2 separate regions of the Capra hircus genome follow, and region 1 is linked to region 2. Evidence: chromatin contacts called from public Hi-C data. All regions are on one chromosome and are shown on one strand. The core of a region is the stretch at or near the end of the contact, and the rest is flanking DNA. Distances in the headings are between cores, read along the strand shown. Region 1 overlaps ARMC3 (armadillo repeat-containing protein 3). Region 2 holds the start of DNAJC1 (dnaJ homolog subfamily C member 1).

Region 1 (4,062 bases), core at 1,333-3,832, 850 kb after region 2:
CGGCTACCTATATCCAGAGAAAGCTCATAATTTTTCTTTCTCTGCCTCCAGCTCACTATCTCCCTGAGTTTGAGCTTCTCCAAATCTTCCCACCAAAATGTTTCCCTCTGCCTTCTTGGTCTCTTTAGATTCCACCAGACTGAAGGCACCTTTGGAGAAGTGAGTTTCCATCCCCCCCCTCTCCTTCCTCCCTCCTTCCACCTTTCTCCCAGGTTTCTTTCCCTGTTATCACTTCACTTCCTCCTCACCCTTGTTTTCTATTTATACGAGAATAAGAAAAAGAAAAAAAAAGTATTCAAAGGTTAGTAAAAAATTCCCAGAATGCTGCGAATCAAAATGGTCTCCCTTATTTCTCATTTCCTAAGGAATGATGAAGTAAACCAAATAGATGCTGGCTTTTTTTTCCCCCCTTGAAAGTACAATATTTTTCAAAGCTTAAGATATTAATAATTGCAAAAAAAAGGTAGTGAACTAAAAGTCAGATCACCATGGTTTTAATTTTGTCTCTGTTGATTGACTTGCTCCCTGAGCAATTCTCTCACTAAATTTTAATCTTTCTTTTTTTTTTTTTTTTAGTTTTTTATTTTTTTAATTTTAAAATCTTCAATTCTTACATGCGTTCCCAAACATGAACCCCCCTCCCACCTCCCTCCCCATAACATCTCTCTGGGTCATCCCCATGCACCAGCCCCAAGCATGCTGTATCCTGCGTCAGACATAGACTGGCGATTCAATTCTTACATGATAGTATACATGTTAGAATGTCATTCTCCCAAATCATCCCACCCTCTCCCTCTCCCTCTCCCTCTGAGTCCAAAAGTCCGTTATACACATCTGTGTCTTTTTTCCTGTCTTGCATACAGGGTCGTCATTGCCATCTAATCTTTCTTAACTATAAAACAAAAACAAAATAAAAATGGAATCTGAATTCTATTTTGCACATCCAAGTGATTACCCTTGATCCAGGGAGCCTGGAACACAAATTTCCACTAGGAATAGATGGGATCACTCTTTACCTCTTTTATCATTTTATCCCAAAGGCTAAGGAAGTTCTTATCTGTGAATTTTGGTTTCTTGTGTAAATTATTTCACTTTTACTTGGGTGTTCTTTGTGTGCCAGGCACTGCTCTAGGCCCTAGGGGTTCAGTAGGGAACATGACAATGGTTCCATGAAACTGTTTTCATGAAGCTTACAGGTTGGACAGGAAGACAGACAACACATGAGTAATTGTAAGGTAATTTCAGAGGCGGTAACAGTATGGATTAAATAAAACAGCATGATATCATAGAGAGGGGCATGCATGACAACAGGGTTGTGGAAGGAGTCACAGGAATGACACAGCTCATCAAAGAGGGTCTCTCCGAAGAAGCAACATTAGAGCTGATGAGCTGAGGGTAGTCCTGGCAATGGCCAGTGGTGTTTTGTTTTGTTTTTTAATGTGCAGTCACTCTAGAGATTTCAGCATCCTTATTATTTAGTTAAGAAAATAAAAAACGTGGTATCTCTAATTACTTTGGGATTGTGGCCCCTGTCACATCCAGATATGTAAACAGACTGACTTCCAGGCTAAACAGAAACATTTGGTAGCTGCAGAAGCCACTTATTATGAATGTTCTAACACCTTGACCGTTATTCCTATTTTATCAGGAGACAAGTCAGCCATGTTAAATGAAGACAGTTGTTCTTTCCTGATGGCATCTAGTTTATTATTGGCAGGCATTGCAGCTTTTTGAGACAGAAGGTGGCATGTATGGAAGTGAGGTATCCTGATTGAACAGACAGGTCAATAAAGATTCCATGTCACTTGTAAGAAAATTACGTTTGATTTCCCTGCACCTTGACTGACTGCCTCATAATTGGTAAAAAAAAAAAAAAAAAAAAACCTGCGTGTTCTCTGTGGAGGGGCTGGATTAGGGTGTACTCGACTCCTTTTGAGTAGCAGTTTTCTCTTGAAAAATCGTGATGTTGCAGCAACTGTAGTTAAAAGCATGCCCTGGAAGCCCCCAAATCATACTTGCTAGGGCACCTCAGTATGATGGAAACAATTTGATTTCACATACTTAAAAAATTTTATTTTGCATTTTTTCCCCCTTATTTTGCTATAGGACGCAAAGCTTCCTCCGTTTGTTTTTTATGGCTGGGTTTCAGTTTAATAATAATGTTACTTTACATTCTTTAAGATTTTTGCCTGCAGTTTAATCATGATTCTGTCCCTTACTACAGGATAAACGTCTTTAAATATTTCTTTGAAAAGAGACAATCTCTTGGCTACTTTTGTCAATTCTGGGGTTCAGCCAGAGTTGGGGGACACATTTCTTTGTCTTCTGCAGCTGTGGGGCTGCCTCGGAATGACGGCTGTTTGGGACTCAGAAATCGATCAATTTAACGAACACCCTCGACTTCTCAGGTCATTACCTTTGAAAAGCTGGCTGGAATGAGAGTCAGGAATCCTGTTCACAGCATTCCAAATCTGGCTCTGATAACCAGGAGATCTGTTTATTTTAGTGGCCCGCGCCCCACCCGCCTCGCACCTGTATAGACTCGCGGGAACCCGCAATTAAACTCGCCAGCCCCCAGCCATTGGGGCACATGCACCTCCCCGCCCCGCTCGCAGCGTGCCTGCCACCAATATGTCTTGCTTTGGTGTGACAAACCTCACGGAGACATATGAAAAGCCGTGCTGGTGGGAATGGTTGTAATCACTGTTAACAAACAAGGTTCTGATTGCCAATATTACCATCTGTTCCATCGGGTTCCACATATTCCCCGGTATGTGGGCTCTGTTAAACAGATTTTCCGTGCGGCCCAAGGTCACCCTTGATTCATGTAACCAGCCTTTGCAGATGGGTTAAATGTGAGCCTCCCGACAGCAGCAAGAATCAACATCCGAGAGGTACCAAATCATGTCCTCCGATGACAGAGCCCAAATAAACAGTCCACCCTGTCGGCAAAGACAGAATATCCACATCCCTTGATACCTGAAAGGAGTAGATCCCAAAGACACTGTGTCAAGCGCAAGATTCTATTACACTTCCTATAAAAATGACTTCACTGTATAATTAGAGAAGCCCAGGGGTGAGGAGGAAATAACCTGCTTTCAAGAGGAGCTGTTTAAGTGATACTAGTGGAGATCCCCATACTACTGAGTCCTCTCCCTTCTTGTGAACTTAAAACTGAGCTGAGTACTTTTCCCTCTGTGTTTCTCAACACCTGCAAGAGGTTCTCATCACTCCCCTTGAGGTGATTCAAGTCAATTAAAATATATTGATCTTCTCAGCACTGAGGATATAAAAAGACTCGCAGCCTGGCTGAGAAGTAGATACCAGGCAGACACAGAGGCAGGGTGATTAATAAGGAGGGGCAGTAATGGATGTGGATAACTTCACCCAGGAAAGGGCAAGTGAGCTGGTTTTGCAGGTTGAGCTAGTGGTCCTCAGGCAGAGGTGTGGGAGAAATAGGGCAGGGCATCTGGGGCAAAGCGAGCATGAGTGCAAAGGCACACAGACGTGAAACAGCGTAGTAAATACAAGGAGGCATAAAATAGATGCTGTCTGTGCAAATGCATTTCTCCTTAGTATTCTTAGCGCCCTGCTGTAAGTGCTTTTTCACTGTCGGGCTTGGGGACTTAATACAAAAAAAAAAACTTTGTGTTGAATTCCTTTCCATAACATATGCCGTGAAATAATATTTTGAGATGGTTACTATTCTCTGACTGTGAACGTTTGTACCCAAATCTCGTTTTTTTTTAAACAAAAAGAAACGTTTATGTTTAGCAAATGCATGCTCTGAACTTACGTGAAAAAGAAGATCTAGTTTGCTGCTACTAAGCCGCTTCAGTCATGTCCGACTCTGTGCAACCTCACCGACGGAAGCCCACCAGGCTCCCCCGTCCCGGAGATTCTCCAGGCAAGAACACTGGAGTGGGTTGCCATTTCCTTCTCCAATGCATGAAAGTGAAAAGTGAAAGTGAAGCCACTCAGTTGTGTCCGACTCTTAGCCACCCCATGGACTGCAGCCTACCAGGCTCCTCCCATGGGATTTTCCAGGCAAGAGTACTGGAG
Region 2 (4,100 bases), core at 983-3,482:
ACATGGAATCTTCTCAATTATCTATGCTTATTTTCCCATCTTTGCCCATATAGTTAAATGCTCTGGTTGTCCACATTACCTAATTAACTGCAAATTTAACTGCACGAATTTACAAATGAAAATTCTATGAGAGACTTCACATGCAAGCTAGATCACATAATCTAAAATTCAAACCACTGCTACTACGTTTCTATATCCTCTTAAAGGGGCTCTTAAAAGGTTTCCTTGAGTAACTAGAAAATATCTTTCAAAATCTTTGGATAGGTTAAGCGTGAGACTCTACCTACAGAATTTAATCAATTTTCGTAAATTCTAATAAAAACTATCCTCAGTATTAAAGGCGTTCTTAAGAGTCTTCAGTTATATTTCACTAATGATTCTTACACATATTGCATCACTATTTACTTTGAAATAAGGTACACTTTGTCTCTAACTAGCAGTAAGTGGCCCAGATTAAAATAATGAATACAGACAACACGAAATTGTTTGCATGTAAGAATTTTAAGTGTGCAATGTTTAAATTACTTCATAACTCTTACAAAATTGAAACTCGTTAAAGTCATGGTGCCGCAGCAACAGCATTTTTATATTCATTTATATTTAATTGAAAAGTAAATTTCCATTTGGTGTTAAGCTGAACAGTTCACACACATTTATGATAACCTGTTGGGGCGAAATGTACATTTGACCTCTGGTCACGGCAAGTGTGCCCTGAATAACAGTTGTGGGTAAACATTAAAACCTTTTTGCCCCCTTACTATTCAAAGCATTTTTATGAAGGGCTCAATCAGAAGGTCTCAAATTCTTTCACCGCATAATCGTTAAACCAGTGAAATGGCATCCTCTCAGTAAGAGTCATTCAGCACTCCCAGAGTGAAAGCAATCAGAAAAAAAAAAAAAGGACAAGTTCAAGTCGAGCTGAAGAAGGAAAGGAAACGAAAAGAAAAAGAAAACGATCCTGTGCTACTGGCTGAGCTCCTCTTCCTGGAGCACCCCAAGTGTCTCTACTGCCCCAGCACTTGACGGCTCCTTCTCCGACTTCCCGAACAACACGGTAGAGGCTTCAAGCTCCTGCAGATTTCTAAACGGGGCTACGAATGCCTAATCCAACAGGCTACACACATTACAAAGTACAGTGCGAGAAAAACTTCTGCAACCCAGACGCCAACTAAAAGGCATTCCTACCTTTCCGGAAAGACAGGAAAGGAGGCTCTTAAAAGGATAAGGGTAACTGGGAAGGTGAAAATCTACAGGGAGACACGACTACCTTTCCACAATCAGAGAGGCAGGAAGAGAAGGGGTTTAAGAGTCAAAGATCTACCCCCACCACTCCTCCTTCCTGCAGCACAGCAGGGTGCAAGGATCTCCCCCAGAATGGCAGAGGAAAGAGAAGGGATCCTCACCCCAGGCTGGTGGCACCGTCCAGCCTGTCACGGAGACCGGAACTTGAGAAGGGAACCCGGGCGGTGAGGGACTGGGGAAGGCAGGCCGTTCCCTCTGAGGCAGGTTAGAAGACCGTGGTCAATCGGACAGAGGACGGCAGCCGAGCCCAGGACGACCAAATCTTGCCCCGCGAGCCCGGCTCCGAGAAAACCTGGTCAGAGCCCGCCCCACCCCCTCCTTTCCGCCCCGACCTGCACGTTTCTGCCCGGGAGATGCAGCCTTCGAGCGAGCGGGCGGCCCCACTTACCTGCTGCACCCCGAGGAACTGGTAGAAGTTGAGCTGCACCTCCTCCACCAAGTCAAATAACTCCAGGTCTCCGCTCTCCCAGCCGTGCGCCGGCCCCGCGGCCGCCAGCAGCAGCAGCAGCAGCAGCGGCGGCGGGAACGGCACGAGTCCCGGCCGGCGGCGCGGAGGAACCCGGGCCAGCCGGGAGCAGGGCGCTGTCATCGCGCCGGGCTCGGAGAGGTCAGCCGCCGCGCAGAGCCGTCGGCCGAGACCCGGGGACGTGGCGGGCAGAGCAGACTGTGGGAACACTGCTTGTCAGTCAGAAGCACGGGCAGCCGCCCCGGAGTCTCCCGCCCAGCGCCCGGTCCTGGACAGAAGGCAGGGGCGGCGGAAGACGGCGGACGCTTCGTCCAGTGAGAGCGCAGACGGAGCCGCGGGCGGCCCTACCCCCGCGGACCCTCACCCTTTACCCAGGCCTACAAACAGCTGGCGAGCCAGCGCCGGGCGTTTAGGTAGCTCGGCGAAAGGGGGAGAGGCTTCCCCTCGCCTCAGCCTATCCCAGGCCTCGTTTCCGGTGACATCACGTCTCCTAGCAACCGCGGGAGAGGAGGCGGGGCCGGAAGTAGGGTAGCCGGAGCCCCAGACCTGGGCCTCAGCAAACCGCTTCTCTCCGCGGAGCCATACGGCTATTGGCACAGATTAAGGGACGTGAACAGTTACAGACATCGCGCATCTATCTGGAACGTCCCACGCATCCGTGAAACAGCTACCTTCTTATCCTCCCCCGGATATTGAAAACTAAAAGCATATTTGAAAACTGAATTTTTGATTACAGCCTCTGTTTCATACATTTCATTATTCCATCCCCCAAAATACAGGAGGAATTGAACCCAGGGCTTGAAAGGGGCAAATCTAGTGAGGAGTCTGAAGTTTCCTTTTAAGAGAGGTGAAGAAGAGATAAAATTTGAACCAAGACAAAAAGTATGCTTCTGATAATGAAATAATATTTACAGGCATAATACTACAAAATAGACAACCAGGTAGAAAGTAATAAGCATGACAGACATTCAAAATCTTAAGGGTAAGTGAAGCTTATCGACGTTAGCCCATTTACAGTTGGTGCTCTTTACCCAGTTGACGTCTGTTATTAAAGACATTTAAGCTAAAAACCTTCTCTCTTTCCCACCGATGTCTCATTTCCTATTCTTTTTATCCCCTCACCACTATTGCTTTCTTTTGTGTGAAGCTTATTTTCTTCTTAGCTTTCTCACATTTCTCCTCCCTGACTCCCTACTCTTGCTGAGGAAGTAGAAGGGAACAAATAAATCCTTGAATAACTCAGGGTGCTTTAGCAGTTTTGAGAGTTTGATCTCCTTTTTCTCATTTTGGATCCCACCAGTTGAATTAAGCTCAATAGGATAATAATAAAACTTTCATAGTAAAAAGTGTTGTGTTTGACAGAGGTTAGAAGAACAGTATCCAGGAGGTAAATCTTACTTAAATCCTTTTATTACTGTAGAGTTTAAAAAATATTTTTAAATAGTTATGAATGCTTAAAAATAATACAATATAATGCTTGAATTAATCCTATTTTAAATTCATAGTGAGGCTTAACTTTCAAAGATACAAGAACAGGGGTATCTTAGTACTCAAGGGCTGCTCAAACCCTCTTCAAAGGCTGCTCAATATACCACAAACTGGATGTCAGCATGGTCAAGTTCTGGTGAGAACCCTCTTCCAGGTTTCAGAGGACTTCTTTCTTATACCTTCACATGGTGGCAGTGTGGGGGAGGGGGACAGAGATCTAGTGTTTCCTCTTATGCAGAAAGCGAAGAACTAGAGAGCCTCTTGATGAAAGTGAAAGAAGAGAGTGAAAAAGTTGGCTTAAACCTCAACATTCAAAAAACGAAGATCATGGCATGCAGTCCCATCACTTCATGACAAATAGATGGGGAAACAATGGAAACAGTGAGAGATTTATTTTCTTGGGCTCCAGAATCACTGCAGATGGTGACTGCAGCCATGAAATTAAAAGTCGCTTGCTCCTTGAAAGAAAAGCTATGACCAACCTAGACAGTCTATTAAAAAGCAGAAACATTACTTTGCCAACAAAGGTCTGTCTAGTCAAAGCTATGGTTTTTCCAGTAGTCATATGTGAGAGTTGGACTATAAAGAAACCTGAGCGCTGAAGAACTGATGCTTTTGGACTGTGGTGTTGGAGAAGACTCTTGAGAGTCCCTTGGACTGCAAGGAGATCCAACCAATCCATCCTAAAGGAAATCAGTCCTGAATATTCATTAGAAGGACTTATGCTGAAGCTGAAATTCCAATACTTTGGCCACCTGATGCAAAGAACCGACTCATCAGAAAAGACCCTGATTGTGGGAAAGACTGAAGGCAGGAGGAGAAGGGGATGACAGAGGATGAGATG

The links. Hi-C and Micro-C count contacts between places; a contact is called where the count stands out from the background.
Region 1: a Hi-C map of blood shows a contact between it and region 2, with 4 times the contacts expected there. The contact joins the enhancer-like site here to the promoter of DNAJC1 in region 2. A contact is called at or near these places in 2 of 5 Hi-C or Micro-C datasets (blood and liver).

What each region holds. Positions count from the first base shown.
Region 1 is chr13:23,406,224-23,410,285 of ARS1.2, forward strand. All of the region lies in intron 9 of ARMC3 (armadillo repeat-containing protein 3), which reads left to right. Among named protein-coding and RNA genes, the nearest start is that of ARMC3, 49 kb to the left of the region's middle. Within about 2 kb of position 2,583, at least 1 of the 5 cell types and tissues checked has an H3K27ac peak or open chromatin away from gene starts, as enhancers often do.
Region 2 is chr13:22,555,545-22,559,644 of ARS1.2, forward strand. DNAJC1 (dnaJ homolog subfamily C member 1) reads right to left here and starts at 2,233. Exons shown (of 12, transcript XM_018057082.1): 1 at 1,691-2,233. The coding sequence starts at 1,891.